Linked DNA regions of Mus musculus: all the other regions are linked to region 2. The links are chromatin contacts, called in public promoter capture Hi-C maps. All regions are on one chromosome and are shown on one strand. Each heading gives the region's core, a stretch centred on a gene start, on an enhancer-like site or on the middle of the called end of the contact. The rest is flanking DNA. Distances are from core to core; before and after follow the strand shown.

Evidence for each region. Promoter capture Hi-C pulls out the DNA fragments that hold promoters and counts their contacts.
Region 1: a contact with region 2 is called in a promoter capture Hi-C map of hippocampal neurons, with 2.0 times the contacts expected there. The contact joins the enhancer-like site here to the promoter of Casd1 in region 2. A contact is called at or near these places in 7 of 39 promoter capture datasets (the 3T3-L1 cell line, 3T3-L1-derived adipocytes, cranial neural crest and 4 more), 1 of 484 Hi-C or Micro-C datasets (the N1E-115 cell line) and 8 of 115 datasets of contacts at active chromatin or transcription factors (bone marrow-derived macrophages, craniofacial prominence, embryonic basal ganglia and 4 more).
Region 3: a promoter capture Hi-C map of 3T3-L1-derived adipocytes shows a contact between it and region 2, with 2.6 times the contacts expected there. The contact joins the enhancer-like site here to the promoter of Casd1 in region 2. A contact is called at or near these places in 4 of 39 promoter capture datasets (the 3T3-L1 cell line, 3T3-L1-derived adipocytes and maxillary cranial neural crest) and 3 of 115 datasets of contacts at active chromatin or transcription factors (embryonic stem cells, stem cell-derived neural progenitor cells and trophoblast stem cells).

What each region holds. Positions count from the first base shown.
Region 1 is chr6:4,990,688-4,994,425 of GRCm38.p6, reverse strand. The region is part of intron 2 of Ppp1r9a (protein phosphatase 1, regulatory subunit 9A); the gene reads right to left. Among named protein-coding and RNA genes, the nearest start is that of Gm52886, 62 kb to the left of the region's middle. Within about 2 kb of position 1,950, at least 17 of the 459 cell types and tissues checked have an H3K27ac peak or open chromatin away from gene starts, as enhancers often do. A contact at or near this core is called in hippocampal neurons, where this site is marked.
Region 2 is chr6:4,599,402-4,603,035 of GRCm38.p6, reverse strand. It overlaps Casd1 (CAS1 domain containing 1), which reads right to left and starts at 2,125. Exons shown (of 18, transcript NM_145398.4): 1 at 1,735-2,125. The coding sequence starts at 1,867.
Region 3 is chr6:4,946,489-4,950,013 of GRCm38.p6, reverse strand. All of the region lies in intron 2 of Ppp1r9a (protein phosphatase 1, regulatory subunit 9A), which reads right to left. Among named protein-coding and RNA genes, the nearest start is that of Gmfg-ps, 45 kb to the right of the region's middle. Within about 2 kb of position 1,598, at least 13 of the 459 cell types and tissues checked have an H3K27ac peak or open chromatin away from gene starts, as enhancers often do. A contact at or near this core is called in 3T3-L1-derived adipocytes, where this site is marked.

The DNA of each region.
Region 1 (3,738 bases), core at 701-3,200, 390 kb before region 2:
GGAAGAAAACCTTAAGAGGCAGATTGTGTTCGATTGCAACATGAGAAGCGTAACACACGCTAGCAAGGGAGAAGCGGGACTAATCCCTTCTGTGAAGAATGTGCAGATGCGAGGAAGGCAATGGGGTGGGGGTGGGCAATCATCACAGAGATCACCGAAGACAAGCCAGGGGCCGGACTGTAACTGCAGGCATGGAGAGAACATTAGAGAACTAGCAGCACATTAAATTATCATAGGACATTTCAAAAATGTTATAGAGCACACTGCCTGCCTGCCAAGGGGCGGGAAGGTTTGGTGAGTAACACTTGCTTTGTTTAAGCAGTCAGCTTGCTTTTCGGCTGTACTCACACATGCCACCTCGGCCATGGTAAGGGCCATGCCACTGCCCTTATGTCAGAGAGTAGGAATTACACACTGAGAACAGACGTGCCCTGAGGGAAAGGGTGGAGGTAACGAAGGCCTCCACTGTCACCGTGTCTCAGAGAACTATAACCTAAGTTGAGGGTAATTAAAACCCCGAGTGGCGGAAGGAGCCTGGTCGTTCCTACTCACCACGTCGTCTCCATCCACTCAAGCAGAGAACAGAGACAACCCTCTGGCTCCTGTCAGGCTTGAGGAGCACGTGGTCTGCAGGGTGGGCTGCTGTCCTTGCTGTTGCACCTTTGTCTGCTGACTCGGGTATTTATGCCACCTGGTATTTTCTGAGCTTTTGCGTGTATGATTTTGCAAAGGACCAGCCTTAGTTTGGAGAAGTTCTTGGCCATTAAAAATCTTCAATTATTTTTATTCCTGTTAACCTTTTCTTCTGCACACGTTCCAGTCATGGGTATGTTACAGCCCTTAAAATATTCCATGGTTCTGAAATGCTCTATTCTACCTTGATCGTCTACACTGACAATGGCCACACCTGAGTATGGTTCTGGCGACTTTCTTTCTTCTGCAGACTGCTTTTTTCTAATTCTCTCACACTTTGTAAGAATCTCACAAATAATGCTTTCCATCATTTCAAAATATGAAAGCTGAAAACAGAAGTCTTAGTAGTTATTTTTGGTTATCGTCAGACATTCTAAAATAAGTGTGTAAGTTTTCCAGACTGGCCTTAACCTTGTGATTCACCCACCTCTGCCTTCCAACTGTTGGGTTTTGCCACCAGACCAATGGTCCTTAATCTGAACTGAGAAATTGATGGGACTGAGCAATCTCTAGATAGTGAACTACATGCCTAGGTATGCCCGTAAGGGTGTGTCTGTAAGGGTGTGTCTGTAAGGGTGTGTCTGTAAGGGTGTGTCTGTAAGGGTGTGTCTGTAAGGGTGTGTCTGTAAGGGTGTGTCTGTAAGGGTGTGTCTGTAAGGGTGTGTCTGTAAGGGTGTGTCTGTAAGGGTGTGTCTGTAAGGGTGTGTCTGTAAGGGTGTGTCTGTAAGGGTGTGTCTGTAAGGGTGTGTCTGTAAGGGTGTGTCTGTAAGGGTGTGTCTGTAAGGGTGTGTCTGTAAGGGTGTGTCTGTAAGGGTGTGTCTGTAAGGTGCTCCCAGGAAGGATTATGGACATGTTATTCCTTTGATGCTGCATAGGTATCTCTACTGCGAGGCAGTAGAAGCCAAGGGGGTGGGATTAATGGTAGGTCCTTCCTTGATCTTGTCTCATACATCGCCTATATCCCATTTCTCCAACATACCTTCCTCACCATGATGGATGGACACTTGGAAACTAGGATCCAAAGTAAGCCTTTGCACCCATAAGGTGTATCCATTAGGTGGTTTCTTCTCGGTGGTAAGAAGCCTACGAATACACACTTCTCATACTTCTGTAACCAAACCCAGTGACCTTTCCTCTGGAGGAGATGTAACGGTAAAGCCGGGAGCACTCGGGCTGCTGAAACCCAGGTGGAGTCCCGAGTGCTGACTCGGCGCAGTCACAGATGGCGCTGGCAGAAGGCAAGTGCCATGGAGGAGTGTAGTCACTGACAGGCAGAGAGTGTACCAACATGGGATTTCACACACATTTGAGTAGAGTAGGACCAGAGGCATTAGATTATGGGTATATCTGAAAGTTCTCCAGGCTGCTGGTTCTCATTTTAGGTTGTATATGGGTATTATTACAATATGCTATCAACCATTAGTACACTGGAATATATTCTGTTTTAGACAGTTTTCTTCCCTTAGCCCTTGTTGAGAGAAAGGATTTGAAAGATGTGTGTGTGTGTGTGTGTGTGTGTGCATGCATGCTTGCACAAGCATGCGTGTCTGTATGTATGTGTGTATATTTGTTCTTAAAGATTAGACTAATATGAAATGCACATGCTAAGATTAAAATAAAATTGGTCATGGTGGTACACATCTGTAATCTTAGTACCTGAGATTAGGAAGCAGGAGGGCCAGGAATTAAAGTTCAGCCTGAGCTACACAGCCAGCTCAAGTCAGCCTGAGCTGTATGAGACTGTTTCAAAGATAAACAAACAACAAAAACAAAAAAAGAGAAAGTATTTTTAAAAGATAAATTTAGACAAACAACAAATAATAAGGTAAGATATTAGTATGCCTGGCATTAAAGTTTTGGGGTAAATTGCTCCTGCTCTTAAAAAAAAAATCCATGTTGCCATAAATCTATATTCTGAAAGATTTCCTTGACCAGACTGGATTCTGTTATTTAAGCATACACAGGCTCCCCGTCCATTTATTCAAATAGAAATAAATATAAGGGAACCAAAGAAACTTTTAAAACCAAACACACTTAAATCTTGTTATGTGAATAGTGAACTATATTCACTGTATTTTTAGTTCTTGAGTCCAAAACCAATAAAATCACAGCAAAATGTTACAGGAACCCACAGGTCTCAGAGGGAGCAGATCATAAAACTCCCACAGACTTGGCAGGGTGGCAGTCACTGACAGAAAGAGAAAGATATATAAATATAGGCTAAAATGTCACATTTTCAGTCCTACAAATCCTAGGCTCTGTATAGTGAAGTTCTTAACTATGCTTTTTATATACAAATATATAGCATTAAGTAAGTATTATATTTATCCATCACATCTCCACACTGTGGGAAAATGTCTTCAACTAATTAAACTGATTTTAGTGCTGTAAATGGAAATGTTCACAAATGTATTATCTTCTTTCTGGCCAGATGTACAGAAGTGGTATGTTGGTGCTTCAGGTTCATCATTATTATAATCAATAACCTCTCATGTCGATTTATTGACACCAGACAAAATGTTAGACCGTAGCCATCTTGGTTGGGCATGGCCTGGTCACATCAGAGCATGCCCAGCTGCTGTGCTATGGAACTGGACAAGTTAATAACCCTGTCCAGAACTGCTATCTTCTGTCAACAAGAATTTAAATGTAACATATCAGGTCATTCAACGTGTTAAATAAGAGCATAAAGAAGACGACGAGGTAATGCTTTGGATACGGTAAGATCAAGTGTTTGAGGATTGCACGATGGTTCAATAGCGAATACTAACAACCTCAGTTTCGTCCCCAGAACCACATGCTGCATGGAGAGAAGCAACTCTGTAAGCTATCCTCCAAGCTCCACACATGCACACACAAACTACATAAACGTGAAGAAAGGTTAGATCAACCATTTGTTAGTTATCAAATAAGAACACTTCCAAATTCTGCGAACTGATAAGCAGAGTGGGGATGGTATTGTTTACAGAACCAATACCATAAACCGCTAGGGTTAAAGCACAAGGGGTTAAACCTAAATTATAAATAAAATCAGAACACATATCA
Region 2 (3,634 bases), core at 876-3,375:
GGTAAGATGTTTAGTTTCTCCTGCACAGACTCTGGTTCAAGTTCCTGATATTCAATCTGGACAAGCACATATGACAGGTGTACTGCTTCACACTCAAGGCACTGAAGCACCTTTGGAAACTCACAAGTCCCTTCTGGAGGAGGCTTTACAACCTGACTCATAAGGCCCCATCTGACATTCTATTTTCCTCCCGATGATGACAGACCTTGGCAAGATGCAAAATATAACCTAAATTTAAAAATTAGTATTCCACAAGCTTAGCAAAAGACAAGAAGCACAATAAAAAGACAAGCAGGCAGGGCACAGTAGGTTTACATTTGGGACAACATTGTAGTCATAAACTTTAGCTCCATTGACATCACAAACACAAAGTTGAATTAGATGACAGTCATCTCATATCAAACTAGCATAAAAAGATTAATCACATTTAAAAGAAACATGTTCTCTGAGTTATCAACAGTTGGTTCATCAGTACTGCTAATTGTGTTGTATATATGAAAATGTAGGCTTTCTTGATGTCAGCAGTAAGAAGCCAAGGCTCTGATAGGTCATCTGCTATGAATCTGTAGAGGACTGGAGAATTAGCCATAAGGATCTTTTTTAATTCAATTAAGCTATTTGTAAGATAATATATTTAAAAGATACAGCTATGATACTAAAGTTTAAGATCTGGAAAACTCAAGAGTAGGTAGAAACAAACCATCAAGTTTGACCAAAATGGCCTCCACTTTGAGAGATCATGTGAAATGGGAATACAGCCGAGACTCTAGTACTCTCGTGACTGGGCTGTACAGTATAAATGGGCCCAGCGCTAATGTGCACGTGGCTGTCACATTTGTCTAATTATCTCACAGTCACCAAGAGCTGTCCATATAATGACTTTTAGGATACCAAAGGTCAAAACCAAAAGATCCTATCATTATAATTTCCCTCCTACTGTCAGTGACTGTCCTGGTGGCATTTATCGTAAGGAAAGGGGAAAAAAAATCAATCAAAAAAACAAGCAAATATCCCTTGACAACTGAAGGATAATTCCTTCTGAGAAGAGTTCATTGGTTCCTTTCCAGCTTTCCACCAGTATGTAAACCCATATTGAAGGCCAGCTTTCAAAAGGCTTAACTATTTGCTTCGCCCGCTCACGTCTAGTCCGGTCAACTCCTTAACTCCTTTAAGAAACAAACAAAAACCAAAATCCTGCCTCAGTGTCTTTATTTGTAAAAACAAAAACAAAAACTGTGCAACCCAAACTCTTGAAAAGTGTTTGAAAGGCTGGTGGCACCTCCTCCACGGGAGGGAGGTGGGCCATGGGCATCTTTAGCCACACTGGCCCTTTTGGCAAAAGTAAGCAGGGCGGCCCAAGCCGCTGTCCAACCGTTGGGCCCTGAAGTGGCAGGGCAGGAGGCAGACCCCACGGGCGCACCGTGTGCGACCCCAGCATCCGGGAGGCGGTGCCGCCAGGGCTGCCCCCGGGGGCCCCTGGTTCGACCTCCTGCACCGGGGCGCGGGGCCGGGCGCGCCTCCGGAGCCCCGCTCCAGCAGGAGGTGGCCCCGAGAGCGGGAGGCTGGGGGCAGGGGCCCGCAGGGGTCGGCCCGGGCACGTGGGGCGCCGCGGGGCCGCGGGAGGCCGCCGGCGCGTGGGCGTGCTGCGGCGGGGGGCGGCCTCCCGCGCTCGGGGCCGCGGCGCCGCCTCCCCCCGGGCCGAGCCGGCCCGGGCCGGGGGGAGGGCCGGCTCACCTCGGTAGCGGCGGGACGCGAGGTGGCACGCTGCGAGCAGCAGCACGGCCACCAGCGCCAGCACCTTGGCGCTCCTCACGCTGAAGTAGTGGTTGATCTCCCGCTTGCCCAGGTTGTAGGCCAGAGCCGCCATCTTGGTTCCTCCATGACAACAGTGCGCGGCGGAGCGGGGAAGGGGCGCCGCGCAGGGGCAGCACTGGGGCGGCGGGCGCCGTAGCCAGCCGAGAAGCGGCCGCCAGCTCCCTTGCCCGTCGCCCGAACCGCGGGCCGAGGGGTCCGAGCCTGCGGCCTCCGTGCCGCCGGCCTTCCCCGTGCCCTCGTCGGCCTCCCCCCAACCCCGCCGCCGTTGCTCAGCCGTGCCGGTGCCCCAGGCGCCCTGGCCGCCTGTCTCCTCCCCTTCCTCCTCCCTGGTAGCCTCCTGCCTTAATAGCGGCTGCGCCTGTGACGGGGGTCCGGATGCCCGGGGCTCCGGGGTCACCGGGCCCAGACGGGCCTCCGGGGTCACCGGGTCACTGGCGGCAGCGGGCGGCGACGGCTGCACAGGCATGGTGACTGTATGGGTGTTGGGGGGGCAGAGGGCCAGGGCCTGCAGCCCGGCCCAGATGTCAGCTCCGGGGCTATGCCCAAGTGGACTGGCAGCTACCTGAGCCCAGGTTAGGGCAATAGAACTACTGTTCCGGGAAAAAAAAGTACACTCCCTGCTTCCCCCATCACACCCTTTCTGGACTTTCTACTCTCTGCTCTCCCACGGTCGTGGGGCCTTAACGGCAGGCCACCCACGACCTGTCTGGCAAGTTCCTCTGCACCTAAGATGCTGGCCAGGTGTTGGGGTGGCTGTAAATCCGAACACCCAACTCAAGTGTAAGGCCCATGTTCACCGTTTAATACTCAACTGCCCAATGTGCTGTTTGTCCAGTTGCAGTGGGTGTAGATGCATCCTGTACAGTGTGTCTAAGTTGGTGTGGATGTCAGTATAAGAGCCCCTTTCTCCTTTATGTTTACACAATATCTTTGTTGACACTAAGGTTGGCCAGGGTAGCAGATTGGTTGCCTGTGGCAATCCTTAAACTTGGTTAATGTTTTGTGATTATCAATAGACCCAGCACTCTGTGTGTCCTTTGAAAAGCATTCTTATTCATACCCTTGGTCTTGAGTTGCCTTGTAGACAAGAATGGCTATTTGCATGTTGTGGTTAGAACAAGTAAGTCATTGTTGAGTTGGAGGTGTTGGCAAGTCTTCTTTACAACTTTTAGCCAACCCCAACCTTGTGCTTCCAGACCCTTCTCAACATTCTCGAATGTTAGAGAAAAGGGACTTAGAGATCCTGTCGAGTCACTCCCATCCTCTCCACTGAAGGATTTTTAAAATTATGTTTCCAGCCACAATCATCATATGATGATGAAAGATTCTTGTCGCTTAAATGAAATCACATACATCACTGTCATAGATATAATGCTAATAAGCAATAAAGTTAAATAAGTGTACAAACACTTAGGCACTGTTCCCTGCAAGTGGTCGCTTAATTTTGGCTCTTTCTTCTGATCTGAGGCTGATCACATGCTGGCAGAATTGAATCAGATACGACAACAACCAGATAACTGGGCTAACAATATGTGGCCTGCCAATCACATCCTAGACACATACTATGATGTCATCAACACCAAATTAGAATTTCTGATCCACCTTCAATAACCAGAGCTAACCCCCAGGGTTGGCCTAATGCTAGCCAAAAATAAAGAAACCTGACGTTGTACTTAGTTGTGCTTCCCAGAAGGCTTTCTGAGATACTGGGAAAATCTGGGAACCCCTTTGTCCTTTCCTCTGTGTTAAAGTTAACCCCTCTACCTATTTCTGCTTTTCCTGGTAGATATCTCCACATAAGATGGCCCTTTCCTGTGGC
Region 3 (3,525 bases), core at 349-2,848, 350 kb before region 2:
GTACTACAGCAAGGATGAACCTTGAAGACATCAAACTAAGAGAAGATGGCAAATACAAAAGCCCAGATGTTACTCATTATGCCACTTACATAAACAGCACAGAGCAGTCTGAGCCAAAGCAACAAAAACCATTCCCAGCTGCGAGAGGCAGGTAGGTACGACACGGATATGGAATGACCTGATGTGCAGTTCCTTTTCAGGGTAATTGAAACTTCTAAGCTTGGCAGCTAAAGAATTCTACACAGGCATTAAAAGTAGTTTATGGAATATAAGGTGTTTCTCGAGCTTACTAAATAGAAATAACCAGTAAAACTAAGTTGCCTGGTATATTAGAATTTAGAAAATCTTACCAACTTTACATGTTTGACCAATGCAAATTTAGTGTTATTAACTGGTAAATTCAAATTTCCTTTCAAATGCATCAAGCACTGTTTACATAACAAAAGAAACCTATTCCCACAGCACAGTTTTGCTATAAGCACTGCTTACTTTACTTTTTTGAGAGATGTTTCACCACGTACAAAGGCTCCACAGTTCTGTAAACCTAAACACTTGACTCCCTAAACATCTTAGAGATTTTTCCCCCTTATGATTTCTTAAGATGAGTTTTGAATGCTGGGATTTCATATATTTAAAATTAAGTCATTTCACTGATAAAATTCTATGAAGAGACAGCATCTACACACATGTTCTTGTCTGAGCACTCCCATTTATGGTTGCATTGCCTGTGAAGAAACTCCCAGATGGAGAAATTCAAGAACAGTGCTAAAATGAAGTAGATATCATATATAGTCTTATAATGCATAATTCAATGATTCAGTGGCCATTCAGGCACCCAAGACAAAGCCTAGAGCAGGTAGATTTCATGCGTTTAAGTACGTACTTTAAGATCACACAGGCGGGCTGGTGAGATGCTTCAGTGGGTAAGAGCACCCGACTGCTCTTCGGAAGGTCCGGAATTCAAATCCCAGCAACCACATGGTGGCTCACAACCATCCGTAACGAGATCTGACTCTCTCTTCTGGAGCGTCTGAAGACAGCTACAGTGTGCTTACAAATAATAAATAAATAAATCTTTAAAAAAAATCACAAGGCTTTATTTCTGTGTATTTTTAATGAGAGATGGCGTTGTTCATTACTTACCCGTGGTTTTAGCCAGACAGACTACATAGAAAGTGATTCTACTAAAACTCAGGGTTTTCCCTGCCTTTGTGTATTAACTGTACCCGTTAGTGGGTTTTACTGTGGCAGGCAGATATAGTGCTTTAATCGAGTTGACCCTCCCAACTAACCTCTCCCTCTAGAACTAGAAAAATGAGTTCTGTCATTCCTGATGTGCGTTAAGATACAGATTAGGACTAAGGAGTTCAGTGCTGCACAGAGAACCACAGGAAACTCTTCTGTGTCTAAAGTAAGTACCAGAGGGTTCAGCAAATTTGCAAAAGACACCTGATAGACACACAATGAACATTCAGAACAAGTAACAGTCAACAAGCTTTGGAAGATAAGCAAAAAGTAGTCAGCCTGCAGTGCTGAACGGGACTTGTACTGCCAGCACGTGGGAGCTAAGGAAGGGCCACAAGGCCAGCTGGGATCGCAGCACCAGCCAGGTCTCAACAAGAGGAGAAGAGAAGCCGAAGGGGGGAACCCAAGACCAAACACACTGAGGGTACAATAGGAACCCATTCTATGATTTAGCCTCAAATCACAACTAAACGGAAGTGTGCTAAACAGCAAACAAACATTTTGCAAATACTTTAATTCATGCTGTAAGTAGCACTTTGCTGCCCTATACGATAACTGTGTCCAAATTTGGCACTATTTGCTACTGCAGTATTAGCCACAAATATTTCAAAAGTCTTAGTAAAGGGCACCAGTCATTTCTAAAAATAACATGGGCTCCTTAGAGTCTTCAACTTCCTACCAAGATAACCAACCAGAACTCCTAACTGAACTTTGTAAGAAGTTCATGGTTGATTCTCCTGTCTAAAAGATCACTGGGTTTTGCTTTTGCAGTAGTTGTGCTGTCCACTTTCATTTACTTATAAGTGAAATGAAAATAACAACTGGGTTACCATTTTGACAATTTATTGGGTTTTCAAAAGAACACAGAATCTACTAGTCATTCCATTTGAAAGGGACAGAGTATCTGACAGAACCAAAAGATTTAACAGTTCTCTGAAAGCCAAAGAACCGGACTTCCCAAGGCTCGATTTTTCTCTCTGGGGGCAAGTCTTGTTAATTTATTAACCCATTTGCTTTCTTATAGAGCAGAATTAAAAAAGCAATCAGATTCTGGAAACAAGTTAACGTTGTGTTTCCCTTCTGAACTAAACACACCACATCATTACTTGACTCTGACCTTCACCTGTTGAAACTAATCTTTCTAGTCCAGTCGGCCATCATTGGGAAGAGAGGCCCCTAGCTAGGTCTTGCAAACTTTATATGCCCCAGTACAGGAGACCACCAGGGCCAAGAAGTGGGAGTGGGTAGGTTGGGGAGCAGGGAGGGGGGAGGGTATAGGGAACTTTTGGGATAGCATTTGAAATGTAAATAAAGAAAATATCTAATAAAATTTTTTTAAAAAAGAAACTAATCTTTCATAGGAAAACCCCATGAAACCCTGCCGAGAGGCCACCTCAGTAAAGCATGGCCCTGATTGCACAGCCGACAAAGGAGTCCACAGGGCAGGCAGCAGGTGGCGTGTTGGAGGGAGCGCACTGGACTTCACTAAACAAGCAAATGAGAGGAAACCTGTCAGTCACAAGAAACATTTTTGAATTAGCACTATCTTCACTTTATTCTCATTTCTCTTCCACGAGACATGAAAGTTGATCAAAATAAAAAATCAAACAGAAAAATGTAGATTAAAATCCTGGGTCATCACTGTCTGCTTTGACTTCTGGCAAGCATCAAGATGCCACCCCCTTTCTGTGACGATTATAAAGAACTACTGTAAAAAAAAAGGAGCTTACCTGAAGCCACGTAAAACACCTGTCCAAGTGGGGTTGCTTGATGCTTTCTCTTTATCTACTCCTGTGTCCAAAGAGAAGTTCCAAAGTTTCCTCTCTATTGGCTCTAACCGGGATGAACAGAGGCGTCATTTGCCTCGTTTATAATACAACGTATACCATTCCGAGTGGTTACAACGACCTTCAGCAAAATTCATTTTGTTCTGTTAGGACTCCAAAGGTGAATACACACACCAGTGACTTGAAGAAGACGCCAGGGGGAAACCATTCATCTCAGCATCTGGACAACAACCCCCAGAGCTGTAACTGAGCAGTCTTGAGAGAAGGCCAGAACTCAGCCAGACTCTTTCTTTCTTTCTTTCTTCCTTTACTTCTTTCTTTCTTTCTTTCTTTCTTTCTTTCTTTCTTTCTTTCTTTCTTTCTTTTTCTTTCCTTTCTTTCTTTCTTTTTCTTTCTTTCTTTCTTTCTTTCTTTCTTTCTTCCTTTACTTCTTTCTTTCTTTCTTTCTTTCTCTCTCTTTCTTTCTTTCTTTCTTTCTTTCTTTCGTTGGTTT